2 separate regions of the Mus musculus genome follow, and region 2 is linked to region 1. Evidence: chromatin contacts called from public Hi-C data. All regions are on one chromosome and are shown on one strand. Each heading gives the region's core, a stretch centred on a gene start, on an enhancer-like site or on the middle of the called end of the contact. The rest is flanking DNA. Distances are from core to core; before and after follow the strand shown. Region 1 overlaps Dgki (diacylglycerol kinase, iota). Region 2 overlaps Dgki (diacylglycerol kinase, iota).

What was found. Hi-C and Micro-C count contacts between places; a contact is called where the count stands out from the background.
Region 2: a Hi-C map of the N1E-115 cell line shows a contact between it and region 1, with 2.6 times the contacts expected there. The contact joins two enhancer-like sites. A contact is called at or near these places in 1 of 39 promoter capture datasets (hippocampal neurons), 2 of 15 datasets of contacts at CTCF or cohesin (both in the NIH/3T3 cell line), 7 of 484 Hi-C or Micro-C datasets (the N1E-115 cell line, bone marrow-derived macrophages, cerebral cortex and 4 more) and 1 of 115 datasets of contacts at active chromatin or transcription factors (embryonic stem cells).

The regions. Positions count from the first base shown.
Region 1 is chr6:37,095,561-37,102,747 of GRCm38.p6, forward strand. It overlaps Dgki (diacylglycerol kinase, iota), which reads right to left. Exons shown (of 34, transcript NM_001081206.2): 4 at 1,992-2,066; 5 at 688-744. Among named protein-coding and RNA genes, the nearest start is that of Gm52857, 200 kb to the left of the region's middle. Within about 2 kb of position 1,996, at least 39 of the 459 cell types and tissues checked have an H3K27ac peak or open chromatin away from gene starts, as enhancers often do. A contact at or near this core is called in the N1E-115 cell line, where this site is marked.
Region 2 is chr6:37,169,833-37,177,255 of GRCm38.p6, forward strand. All of the region lies in intron 1 of Dgki (diacylglycerol kinase, iota), which reads right to left. Among named protein-coding and RNA genes, the nearest start is that of Dgki, 130 kb to the right of the region's middle. Within about 2 kb of position 1,764, at least 14 of the 459 cell types and tissues checked have an H3K27ac peak or open chromatin away from gene starts, as enhancers often do. A contact at or near this core is called in the N1E-115 cell line, where this site is marked.

The sequences.
Region 1 (7,187 bases), core at 746-3,245:
GACTTCCAGCCTGCGTCCAAGGAAGTGGAAGCCTGACTTCCACTGTCTAGCTCTAACTCTCCTCCCAAGTAATGCATCTTACTAAGCTCTCACCTAGGCTTATGTGCTGCTGCTGTTTCTGTCTAAATGGTTGTCTCCCTGTATCTCACATCGCACCCTTTGCCCTAGAAGAGTCCTAAAAGATTCAATCAGTGCCCACATCTCTCAGAAAGCCCATTATCTGGCTCTCTCTCTCTCTCTCTCTCTCTCTCTCTCTCTCTCTCTCTCTCTCTCTCCCTCCCTCCCTCCCTCCTTCTCTTCCTCCTCCTCCTCTTCCCCCTCTCCCTCTCTCCCTCCCTCCCCCCCTCCCTCCCTCCCTCCCTCCTTTTCCTCATCCTCCTTTTGTGGACTAGAGAGTACAACTCAGACCCTAGTTCTAAACTGTCTAGAATAATGGGGAACTCCCCCAACCCCACTTTTCCATTTCATGCGTTAAGACTCTGGCTCCCAAACCCACTCCACTGACAGAATAAAGTACAGTATACCGAAGAATCTTGGAGACTCTTTGTCCTTATTGACACATTAAGAAGAAACTGCTGTATAATGAGGGGAGACAGACCTCATTTGTCAATCCTAGGTGAATCCCTGGGAGATTCGGTGAACCTAGGAGAGTTCAAGGTGCTCTCTGAAACAACTCACAAAACTCACTTCTCTTGGCGATCTGGAGCCTCCTTCCCGAAATGTTGGTTTACATCTGAAATTAATCTGCCATTTGAAGAGAAAAGTATGTTAATGTTAGTGACGAGCAACAGGTTGAAGAGAGCTACCTGAGACCAGAAAGCAACCAATAGTGGTAGACATGAAGGCTATAAACCAAGCCCAGGAAGAATAAGGAATCCGTTCTAGCCTGCTCCTACTCTCCCGAAGCATCTCACTAGACGATCCACAGAGGTACAGTGCCATTTCACACCTCCAGTCGGCAGTCCTGCATTCTCATCCATGCAGTCTAACTTCAAACAAACAAACAAAAACGTTCTTAGCCCATGAATCTGGAAAAATGGAGACCAAAGTCACAGGTAAAGTACATGGCAGCTGAAGTCATCCGGGTAAGTTGGGTTTTTTTTTTTTTTTTTTTTGCTTTTTTTTTTAAAGTAGAAAATATAAACCTGAGAAGTCCTAACTGCTGTGATAACCATTCAAACACACGCACAGATATTCCCTGTAAAAGGACTCAGCACTGCCTTGCTCTGTGGATGAGAAGTGTCCTCGTGAGCTCTTTTGCTCCTGTATAAAGTGAAGTAGAGTGCAGACGAGAAAAATCTAGTCCAAGTGTTAGGCATGGCTGTGAGATATAGGTTGACAGCAGCTGGAGGTGCTGGCGAAGCTAAGCAAACATTGTACAAAGCTAAAATAGTCCCACCGTGATTGCCAAGGGCAGCGCACGAATATAGATCCCACTCAGTGTCTCGCCTGGACACGGAGGAGGAATTATAAATGAGAGCAGCAAGCAGCTCTCTCGCAGAGCTCTGCCCTTCCCCCCAGATGGTAAATGAATAGACAGTTCAGAATCCACTTCTGGAGACAAGACACCACCCTTGGGATGCCACTCCTGGCTTAGCCACACATTTCATGCTGCACCAGCAAAAACTGCTGCCCGTGAGGTCTGCAGCAGCATCTGGGAGCTGCTTTCGGCTGGCTTGGCTAACTCTCCCTTCGAGCTCCTTTAGGAATATGTGAACTCACCGAGAGAAACATATGGAAGCTACAATCTTAAAAGGCTTATTGTAAGTGTTGCCAAGCTTTCCCAAAGTTCAATGCAACATAATATCAAATTAAACCCAGGAAAACAAGACCATGGCTGACCTTTATATATTGTCTTTTCATTGTTATTCTGGTAAGTCATCCTGAACTCAACAATTTTTGGTTTTGTTTTTTAAAAAGTTAGACATTGACACCAGATCTTGGTAAGTGACCGAAGCCAACACACTCGCCAGCAGGTGGCGCTCGCTTACCTTCTCTAGTTGCTCAATGCAGGCTGTGTGGACCACGATTTTGCAGACGGCACACTTCCTCCTGAGAGCGGATTTCTACAACATTCAATTCAAAATACAGGAGAGAAGTGTTAGCAAGCTGTTCTGGAGACTTCCCTGGAATGAACGCGAGACTCCTTAAATTAAGCAAAATTGTAAGTGCTTCTGTTACTAAGCAAATTGAAAACCCCTAAACATGTCAAGGTAACTACCCACAGGCACACCAGTGGCCTAGACAGGCTTCTTCGCAATATAACAGCAATACCTGTTACAAAGAGGGCTTATAACATAAACCAAGGTCTTTAGTCTGTTACACCAGTTTTAAGTGCTACGCCTGAACAACGCAAGCACTGTCCTTACGTTTTCAAACTTTTTCACACATTCCAACTTCACTCTTGAGGGACAGAGTCAATATTCTTATGTACAAAACAAGCATTCCACCCATACTCTCGGAGGCTGCATCTCCATGACTGGTTGCTTTAAGCTTCTGTTCTAGGCACAAATCTCGTCGGTGCTATTTGGGTTTCTACCCAAATCTTCAGGAGCGAGATTACAAGTCGGGATTCACACCCAGGAAGCAACAATAACAAACCACTAGCAACAAGGACAGCGTGGGCCACTGGTTAGAATACAGGTCTTGCTCTATGCCCTGACAGGCACATCACAGATGGTCATTCACTTAACCTTTACAGCCTTGTGAAGTAGGGATAGCCCTTATCTATCCCTGCTTCACAGGTAAGAAAACCCACACGCAGCCAGTGACCGGTCCAAGATCGCCCCATTAGGGCACAGCACACCCAATGTGTCTGGCTCCTAAGTGCCATCAAATTTAGCCTTGATTTTGGGCACGCGTTTAAATTCACAGAGAAAAGCTTTCTGGGGTCTATGTTATCTCCAATGATTAAACACTCGAACATGGTGCACGTAGAGAGATGACCGTATGGGCTTCTGATGTCACTCCTGCCAGCATCGCCTAGGGATGTGCAGAGGCCTCTACAAGGACAGGCCTGAGCAAGAGCTGCCTGCCGGGATAATTCTGTTGGATGGTAGTAACTACCACAGCAGCAAATGCAGCATGTAGTGTGTGAGGATCTTAAACTTTCTAAAGACTGTAAACAGTTACTTTCTTCAACAGGCTCTTCTTCAAACCAGTGCTTGCCTCCCTTAGGTGATGAATTGGAACCACATAACAAATCATTTAATGGGTTAGCTGTTATTTTTCATGCTAAGACACAGCTGTTTTGAACCTAGCATCATACACATAAATATACATATATGCATACATATATATATTAATAAACTAAATATTACCAAATAAATATTAAATATTATAATAAATATTACACCAAACCTATTTTGAGCACAAAAACTCATAATAACAGAGATTATCAAAGAGCCCACATGGGAAAGGCTGGGAGTGCTTGTGCATTTGGAAGGTGTCAGTGTAGACTGCTGGCAACCTGTGACTGATGGCTGGCTTCCCTGAGGAAGGACAGTGGAGCCCAGTGGATCACACCTAACACTTCTGTAGAGACAGGGCCCTGGAGGGACAGACAGCCCTGGGGATGCTGGGGAAGGTAGAAGAAAAGAAACTGTCACTTTTTATTTCCTCTGTGGACCCATCATCCAAGTCTAGACATCAGTCTCTGTGGATAGCATTGATAACTAAGTCACCAGCTTCCAGCCGAGTGCACAGAACACCTCAGCAACAACACTGTGTGTCTGTGAGCTCTTAATGTGTGATCCCCCTCTTGGCATTGGTCTTCCTAACATGATGTAGAACAGTAAGTATGTTTGGCAACTAATTTTTCAGACAACGAAAGATAAGGAAAATCAGAACCTAAGGCTATCGCTCCAAGTGTCTTCCTCTACATCCAAAACCAGAAGGAGGGCTAGGGAGGAAGAGGAGGAAGGAGGGGAGGAGGGAGAATACACACAGCCATGTGGGGAAGAATGTGAAACCGAAGAATCACAGCGATAGCAGCAGTCCTGAAACAGCAGCAGCAATAATACAATTGGATTGCAAATGGTCATAACTAGAATGCTCATAAACAAATAGCCATTGCTCTCCTCTTTCCTATCAGTGTCCTGGTCAGATCTCTGCTTGAGCACCACCTACAGAAAGTGCATGTGACATTTGAGTCATGCCACTAATGGGACTTACCATGAAGCTAAGGAAACCAGAGTTGATAACTCTTCCAGCCCCACCACCTACCTGATCCCTAACAGATTAGGGCACACACATGTCGGGCAACGCTGCTCAAAATGGGCAAACATTTAGGATGGATTCCCAGCACCACAGTGCCTGGAAAGCATCCTCATCAATGAGCCCTATCTCCCTATGCTATTGTGCGTAGGGTCCTCTTATTTAGTCTATGGAGCACCGGGAATTCTAAAAAGGCACTGTATTACAGGAAATTATCAGGCTTCCGAGTCATTGAATTTGAACTCCTTCCTCATTATCTGCCTTGAACCCAAGAAACATTACAACTGTGCCTCCTCAGCTTTTAAGACAAGCCTGAAAAAAAATGCAGAAATACCGGGCTCGGTTGATGCTTCTTAAGTGAAAGCTAGCATCTCATGGGCAAAAGAATGAAATCTGAGTTTTATTTCTGGCTCTTGGTGGTGACTTGACTTTCTGGTCTGTTTGGGGGAAAGAACATTGAACATTCTGGTCTCCTCTGTTAAGAGTTACTCCAACTGGGCCTGTCAATCATGTGGCCATGAGTCCACCTCTCAGGAAAATGGATTCATCTGAAGACATGTTAAGAAGATGTGGGAGGAATGATTAACCCTTTATTGAGATAATAGACCTCTCAGAAGCCCCTCCTCCTGCTCAGCTGCTTACCACATGAGGCAAACTTAGTCTGGACTTTCCCGTGTTCTAAAACTATAATCTTTTCTTTACTTTCTGTCCAGAGGCAATGCCTTCCCTAATGCTCTAGATTTGCTTTTTTCTAAAGTCTCACATTCCTTCGGCCATGTAACTACTTGTTGACCTCCATTGCAAAACGGGCTGTTTTTCTTGGACCCAAAAGGTATGATTTCCTCTCTCCCTCTTCCCCGTCTCCCTCCTCAAGGCAGTTGTCAGGGTTTACAGCTTGCTTGTCCTGTCGTATATTCTCACAAATTCCAATAAAACCACCCTCTGGCTTTCTTCCAATTCCATTTCTAAATTCTTTTATTAATGAGACTAAGAGCCCATACAAAGAAACCCCTATTTCTCTAACAGTATGTAGCTGAGAGGAAGAAGAACGCTAGCTAGGCCCTGAAAGTTGTGTATATGCGCTGAAACCAGAATACACACCTCCTCCTCTCCTTGATTTTTAGGTGAGAACGTTGAGTCAAAAATCATTTCTAGAACAAGGGATCCTGGTTCCCAAGAGTGTAAGGACCACAGGGTTAATATATATCCTCAGCGTTCTGGTTGTGTAAATACACTAACATCATTCATCTCGATTAATTCAAGCATGAAAGTCTATGGATGGTAACATATGAAATATAGTGTGAAAGTCCTAAAGTGGATTTTATGTAAATAATACCGAATTTTAAAAGACCTTCTTAAAATATGCTTCTGGGTCTCCTGATTCAGAATACCCATACATATCATAACCTGGACTCCCATTCATGACCGTGCATAGTTTACCTCATCCCTCCAAACTACTGCTCAGGCCCAGCCTCCTCAGTGACAGCTTCTAAACAGCTTTCACTCTGGAAAGTCGGGTAATTGATGGTTGCAGCCCTGGTGCTTGCTCTTCATTATCATCTTAATGAGATTTAGAATAAGCCTGGGAGATGCACCTTTGGGTGTGTCTGTGAGCATCATTACAGACAGGATGAACTGATGTAGGATCAACAATGGGCAGCATCTTGTTTAGGCAGACTGGGGCAAAAGCAGGGTGGCCCGACCTTCCTCCCACCTGCCTGCCTACCTGCATCTTTTTCTTCCTGAATAAGCATGTCCTGAGCTGCTGCCACCATTCTCTTTTGACTTCAGATTCCTGCTTTCTTGACCTTACATAGACAACACCGTGACTCTCCAGGGAGTCTCTGCATTGTGCACTGTGCAGCTATTGGGTCCAGCATCCAGGCAACCAATGTCAGGCTACCTAGCCCCTACCATATAAGCCAGCTCAGTAACACACACACACACACACACACACACACACACACACACACACACTATTGGTTCTGTTCCTCTAGAGGACCGACCCTGCCTCATACAATAATCATATCCAAAGCTAGTTAAGTTCTGAATAACAGCCCAAGGTCTTTTTCCACAGTGGTAAATACATGGTTTTGTTTCCTCCACTGGTAGTAACTGTTTCAATGAATCTAACATGCTAGCTGCTGACTTCTTGGTTTACGGGTTACACTTTTCCAGACAAATACCCAAGAGAAACAGTCTAAAGAGAAACAGTCTAAATTTTATGTTGGCTCATGGCTTCAGGGCTCTCTTTCCAAGGTTCCATTTGTTGAGCAGAGCACCTTGGTGGAGAGGCTTGCGGGAGCTCAACCCATGGCAGCTGGGAAGCAGAGAGAGAGAGAGAGAGAGAGAGAGAGAGAGAGAGAGAGAGAGAGAGAGAGAGAGAGAGAGAGAGAGAGACAGGATCTACCCTTTAAAGGCACCGCCCCTGAAGTCTGCTGCCTCTGACTGAGCCCTAACTGCTAGCAGCCCATTCAGCAAGCACCATCACACAGAATCCAACTCCTTCTCAAAAGCGCCTGAAAACCATGCAACACGTGAGCCTTCAGCAGAACGCTTCACATCCAGCCACGGCACAGAGTGTCAGGAGGCCGGTGTCTGAATTGTTGAAACTCATTTGACACAGCTGAATACCAAGTGTCTGGGCAGACACTGCTCAAAGCAAAAGTTTTGCTTAGTTATATGTAACTTCTTTGTTTTGAAGGTTTAAATGGAACACAAGACCATGGTTTCTGAGCTGTGCTCCTCAGCCTACAGTTTCTGGCCTACTGTAAGGCTGTGGAGCTTTTACAAGGTGGGGGCCTGGCTGGTAGAATTGAGTCACGGGGTCAGGCTTTGAGCCCACCTCCAGCTCACATCTGCTCTTTCTGCCTCCTGGTCTACCACTGTGTATACAAGCCACCACCACAAACTCCTGCCACCACAGACTGAGCCACTTCACTGATGGACTGAATACATTTTGAAACCTTTCC
Region 2 (7,423 bases), core at 514-3,013, 74 kb after region 1:
ATGGATCCACCCTTGTAGTCTTCCTAGCAGCTGAGGAAATTGCTCGTCCCCCCACCTTCCCAAGCGCAGATCTCTCCACTGGCAACAATCTTGCCTTTGTTTTCCACCTGGTCCTCCCTCCTCCATTCCAAACCCAGTCTAGAACTAACCCCCATGTAAATGACTGGAGTTGAGCTTTCTTGGAGGCATCTCATAATGTGCTTGTGGCTCTCTACTGCCCTCTTTCACATCCTGCCTTTTAGGAGAAGATCAGGTAGAGGAGAACTTAGCTCAACAGTTGGAAAGTTTCTAATTTAAGTGGTTGGGTAGGATGCAGGCCTCGATCTTTAGAAAATCTCCCTGTGGTGGGGGCAGGAGGAAGAAGGCAGTCAGCTACCAAAACCATTGCACAATTGGTGTTTCCCTGTCCAGCTGTGCAGTCACCCACCAAGATTTGGGAACATTTTCTTAATTAGAAGTCATCCACCAAAGAGGAAGTTTTGAAACCTAGACATTTGTATAATGAAGTATCTGAACCAAGAAACCCTGGACCAAAAATCGTACCAGTCTGATGGTGAAGTCTATCTTTGTTAACCTCGGCAAATCTAAGAGTATTGTTGCCTTTACATGTCACCAAAATAGCAGCTGGGTAGCTCTAACAGAGTCACTGTTGGAGTCTATATTTCCCTATGACCCTCACCAACAGAACGAGCAACTATAAGCATGCAGACCACAGCCCTGTTCTGTGCAAAGAAAGAACAAGGAGCCTGTACGAGCGACAAGGAGAAATGTGTGACTCAGATGTACTCTGTGCTGCCTGCAGAATAATGCTACATTATGATACACCCCAATTCATCACACCAGAGAGATGGCTCGTCTTTGGTCAGAGAGGGAAAGGAGTGAATTCTCTGTGGAAAACGGCCAAGGGGAACCTTCCATGCGGCATGGCATGGGAGCTCAGCCAGGAGAGAATTGTACAGAAAAGACAGGTGAAGAAAACAGGAGAACACAGCCAAGACTCAGAGCTGTGACAGAGAGTGTTCAATACTATTTAAATAAGTCTGTTGCTGTTGCTAAAATTTAAGGAGCCTGAAGGAAAGAGTGAGGCCGGATCACTGAGGGCAAATGAACAAAGTCCTAAAGGATCCTTTGGAGGATGGACGGACACGGACACACACACATACATACACACACACACACACACACACACACACACCCCTTCCACAGGAGACGCCTGTGGCTTTCTTGTCTCTGCAAAAGCATCTTATTGAGAACTTTAAAAGTTACAATAGAATACTCAATGATCCAGTTCTCTGGAAATCATGGAATGTTCTTACAACTGCCGTATTATAATTCTGGGATATCTTCAGACAATCTGAACATTTGTGAAAAGATTCATTATCAGAATAAAAGCTGCAAGCAAAGTCTTTAAGTGACATTAACATTTCCTAAGAAAAGCTTGCCGACTCTTCAAACTCAGGATCAATCCCCACAGGTATAACAAGCTGCTATCAGATTCCGTTGCTATAACAACCTGCCACTCACTTCTACTTTATACCAGTTATCGAAGGCAGCTGGATCCGGAATAGGTTTAACTCAACATAAAGCCAAAGATGCCAGTGGAGGAAAACCCAGCAGGGAGGTAATTAAAAATGAAATCACCACTCTCTTAATGATCTTTAAAAGCAAATAATCGCATCAAGTCCATGGCGCACGCAGTGTGTGTTGAAAAGCTGAAAGACACACCAGGAAGAAACACTGTATCACTGACCACAGACGGGAGTCTGGGCTCTCAGGGTTTAGCTCCACCCAAAATCCACCTCGCCTTTCCTCTCCTCCTTTCTCCCCTGCCCTCCCTACCACCACAAAGAATCCTCCTTAGAGCTACATCAAAAGACTAGGTAGGGGCCTCCTTGAACTCTCTTCCCTTGTAGTTGTACATCCTGCAGTACTGTAATCGATCTATTCTTCTGTCCCTTCCTCGAAGAAAATGCAGCCATTCACCCTGTCTTCCAGCCAAAACAATGCGCCATCATACTGTTTTTATCCAACCCCATCTGCCACTTACAAAATAAGAATTAGCACTCTTTTGCTTTCACTAATTTGATTCTTTTCTCCCAGATTCCTCGTACTTCTGCTAACACAAGATCATATTCTCCTTGGATACTCTGCCAGCCCTTCTTACTATGGAATGTCCAGGACTGTGTCTTTCTTACTCAGGACCACAAAATGGCCAACACGTAACTGTGACCAATAAGACTTCTATTGTAATGCATTTGCATGAAGAAATTTCTCTAAACAGAGGAAAGGATCGCTTCCTTTGGTTTGGTGAATGCGAGCCTTTGTGAGGAGGTTATAATTGATCATGAGCAAAAGGGGTTCTCACATGCTCTTTTTGGCAGCCAAGAAAGAAAAAGGTAAGTGAAGACTTTGGTTTGCTTTATGCTATTCTTCTTTTGCAACTTAGAATAAATTAAAAGTTGATAGTAAAATACATTTTTGGCATTTTGCCTGGGGCAGTGGTTCTCAACCTCCCTAATGCTGCAAACTTTTAATACAGTTTTTCATGTTGTAGTGACCCCCCCACCATAAAATTATTTCACTGCTACTTCATAAATCTGTAGTTTTGCTACTATTATGAATCATTATGTAAGCATCTGTGTTTTCTGATGGTCCCAAGAAATCCCTATAAAAGGATCATTTGCCCCGCAAACGGGTCATGACCCCCAAGTTGAGAACCATTGGTCTTGAGGGAACACTGCTCAAACAAATGAAGACTGAAATAGAATCAAAGAGCAGACAAGAATGTTTAAAGGGACAGCATTGCATATGATGCTATGGATTTTCTTTAGTAGATGTGTCTATTTGTTCACTGAACATCAAGCATGGTGCTCTTCAATAACAGCCACACTGTATGTGTACATGTATGTATATAAATTCATATGAAGATAATATGCTTTGAATATACTTGTGTGGCCAAACTAATGAACATAAACACTGATGAAAGGAAGACTAGTGTGTACAGGTATAGAACAGCGTATGGACAAGATCAAGGAAGTTCAGGCTTCCTTAACGGGAAGGTTTCCCACATAAATACCTCGCCAGATTCCATAAACACTAATCCAACTGATTTAATCTTCCTGTTAGCATCTGCCTTGGTTAGGGTTTCCATTGCTGTGAAGGGATGCCACGACCAAGGCAACTCTTATAAAGGTAAACACTTAATGGGTGCTAGATTATAATTTCAGAGGTTCGGTCTATTATCATCACAGTGGGAAGCACGGATTCATGCTAGGTGCTAGAGGAGCCAAGAGTACTACGTCTTGATCCAAAGGCAGCCAGGAGGAATGTCTCCTCCACCCTGGGTGGAGCTTAGGCATAGGACCTCAAAGTCTACCCTCACAGTGACACACTTCTTTCAAAGTCTACCCTCACAGTGACACACTTCTTTCAAGAACACCACACCTACTCCAACACCTCCTAATGGTGCCACTTCACATAGGTCAAAGATATTCAAACAACCACATTCCACTCCCTGGCCGCCATAGGCTTCTGCAAACACATGCATCTATGGGGGTCATATCTAGCCATAACATAATGCAAAATACATTTAGTCCAACTTCAAAAGTCTCCATATTCTATAATAGTCTCAACAATGTGAAAAAAGCCGATGTTCATGTAATATCTTCACTGTAATCACCTATTAAATCAAAACTAAAAAGCAGATCGCATACTTTCAACATCACAGGATACACATTACAATTCCAAAACATCATAGGGAGGAAATACTGGACCAAAGCAAGACCAAAAACCAGCTGAGCAAACTCCAAACTTCTTCTCCATGTCTGATGTCCAACTCCTTTCAGCTTTATTGACTGCAACACAATTCTTTCTCTTAGGCTGGGCCCACTCTGTTAGCACCTTTCCTCAGTAGATATTCTAACAGTAGGCATCTCTAACATCGTGGGGTCTCCAAGGTTACTTCAGTTTCACAACTTCTTGGTCCAATGTCTGGTATCCAAACATAATATTCTGAGCTTCCCCAAAGGGTTTGGATTACTTCTCTAGCTGTGTCCTCTGTAGCACTCTAGCCTCTAGTTGACACCACTCCACTACTGCTGCTGTTCTTAGTGGTCATCCCATAGTGCTGGCATCTCCATACTCTGGGGTCTTCCACTTCAACTAGGCTTCACTAATAGCCTCTCATAGGCTTTCTTCTTGGTGCTAGTAAGCCTCAATGTCTTTGCAATACTCCTTCAATCCTGAGCCATCAACTGTGACTGAGGTTGCACCTTCACCAAGGACCTTCTCTGGTCTCTCACAGTGCCAAGCTTCAGCTGCTCTTCATGACCCCTTCATGCCTTCAAAACCAATACTAATGGCCCCCAGAGTTCAATCCATCTTCAGCACCAATGTCTTCCATATTCCTACTAGGGTTACCCATTAAGCCCCACTTAAAGCATTGCATTGCTTTCCAAATCCACATTCGTCCAAACAAAAGCGTGGTCAGGCCTATCACAGCAATACCCCACTCCTGGTACCAACTTCTATTTTAGTTACAGTTTCCTTGATGTTAACAGACACTATGACCAAGGCAACTCTTATAAAAAGGCTTTGGTCTCATTGCCAAAACAAAAGGAATGGCCTCAGGTAACTTTCACCCCTCCATATTTAATGTGTCATAAAACATTATGCCAATGTTATGAGGACTTTACAGCACTAGGGGGCATTTATTTCTATGGAAGTGATTACAGAAGAAGCTAATAAGATGATACATTTAAAACATTTTTTCTCTTATATTTATTTACTTATTTGTGTGTGAAAGAGAGTGAGAGACAGGCAGACAGAGAGACAGAGAGAAAGAGACAGAGGCGCATGCATATTAGAGTCCAATTGTGGAGTTAAAGGACAACTTACAGGAGTCTGTTCTCTCTTAACTGCCATATACATTCTCAGGCTAAAACTCAAGTCATCAGGCTTGGCAGCAAGCATCTTTGCCCACTGAGACAACCCCACATTACTTTTAATGTATATTTATATATGCGCTAAATAAATTACTTTGGGTAATAGTTTACTACAAGTGGAAAATGAGGAAGGGCGAGGTATTCTCTAACTGCAATTTACATGCAACCTTATTGTTCCTTGTACCCAAGACATTCATAAAACACCTAAAGCAACATTTATTATTGAAACCATAACATGATCCAATTTGCAAGCAAACTTAGAACCCAAAACAAAAAAATTTGGAAAAAAAAAAAAAACAAAATAATTTCCAAACTAGTCTTGAAGGATTTTTGTGGACAAAGAATCACAAAAGTCCTAAGCAGCCAAGACGTTCTCACAACAGCGCATTTTACAGAGTAAGAGTACAGAGCCAAACTCCATGTAGCAGCCCGAGCTTGCCCCCGCCCCACTCCACTTGCCTCAACTCGGCACTCATTTCTAGAAAAGATAACAATCAACTACTAGTTGTAACTAGTAATCTGCTGCTTCACTCCCACCTGCGTAATCACTTAACTGTCACTGAACTGTAAACTTTCTGTAATTAAGCAATTCTATAATTTTTAATTATTTAATTGTTAATTCATATAGATTTTAAAAACAAACAGCACAAAAAAATTTCATTCCTACCATTATATCCAAACCTCAACTTAGAGATAGTCCTGCTGCCTCCAAATTTTTATATTTTGAGAAATGTATTGTGCACAGTTGTTTATATAGAGATAAGCAGATTGTACATCACAGACAGCATATTTTTTTGCTTAATAATATATCTTGAAAATTTCTATCATTTCACCAAAACTCTCACATCCTACTTGGGAATTGCTGTGTTATATCCCATTGTTTAGACACAATGTAAATTGATAATTAACACTTCCTGACTGCACACATTCAGGGAGCTCTCCTCATCATATGTTCTGTGAAAAGCAGTTCCTGCGATTCTGCAAGTCCCAAATATGTTTCATCTTTCTTCAAACTCGTAACACTTATGTCCCTGCAAATAGGTCCTCTATCCGACAAAACCAAATCTATTTATATCTATGGTAAAATAGTAGAAGTGTATTGTTCAAGCATCTGCCCCTCTAAATGAAAGCATCTTCAATTATCTCCTTTAGCCAGGGACCAGGGAACTAGTCTCATGTTCTATACATTCATCAGTCTCACAATCTATACATTCATAAGCCTTGCTGGGAACCTGCCTCACGATCTAGATCTATATGTTCATCATCCTCACAATCTACATATTCACAGGCCCTGCTGGGGACCAGCCTCATGATCTAGACATTCACAAGCCCTCTGTTCCTATATCAAACCTTTGCTATCTCTCATCTATCGCCACTCTCACTTTAGACTGTTACCTAGACCTCCCTACCTAACCTGCCTTCCTGTCTATCACCTGCAGGTCACAGAATGACTTGCATAAGGCAGGTATCTGTGCAGCTCACATTAACCAACCAACCAAACAAACAAACCAACAAAAAAGTACTAAACACGGCTTCCCACGAGGCAACCATACCCTGGGCCTTGCTGAGTAGCCCTTCCCAGTGCTAGTATAGCCACTTTCCCCTCCAGCAACACTAAACTCTTATCACTACTATGGAACTGGGTGTAATCTAGCCCTTCACATGTATGGCTCCAGTTGTTCAGAACACTAGTTTCTACCCAATTCCAGCCCTCCATGTGGTCAGCTACACTTCTATTCCCAATCCTCAGTTTCAATATATGGCACAATGAGGGGCTAGAACCAAGGCTCCAGGACCAGACTAAATGGATCTGCTTTTATCATTTATTAGTTTTGTCTCATCGCTATTGCTACCTCTGCCTCTACCTCTACTCCTACCCCTATCCCTACCCCTACCCCTACCCCTAGCCCTAGCCCTAGCCCTAGCCCTAGCCCTAGCCCTAGCCCTAGCCCTACCCATATCCCTACCACTACCCCTAACCCTACCTCTATCTCTCTATATATATTCCCCCACCTCCAGCTTCATTTTCCCAACTGTATAATGGGAGCATTATTTAGCACTAACCTCAGGACTCATCATGAGTCTTACAGGTAGCACGGAGAGGCAGTTGAAAGCTCACACATTATCAGTGCATGTAAGATGTGATACCAGCAGAAACCTTCCTCCCAGAAGCCTTCATGGAACCATACATAAAGCTGGGCTCACTTGTATAGCAAATGGATCTGAAGAGACAAGCTGAAGAGACAACTCATTCAACATATATCAGGTTCAAAGGCATGTGAGGACTACTCAGTCCTCTTCCCAAGACTGCTAAAATAAGAAATCACACAGCTCAGAATGGATCCTCTTGTTAGTATTGGTTTTGATAGTGAGTGAGCTAGTCCTAATGGCTGTAACAGTCATGGGCCATGTGCCAGTAGTCTGCCGGGTATGTGGCACAGAAAAGAGCAACTTAACAAACTCCTACTTTAGAGAATTTG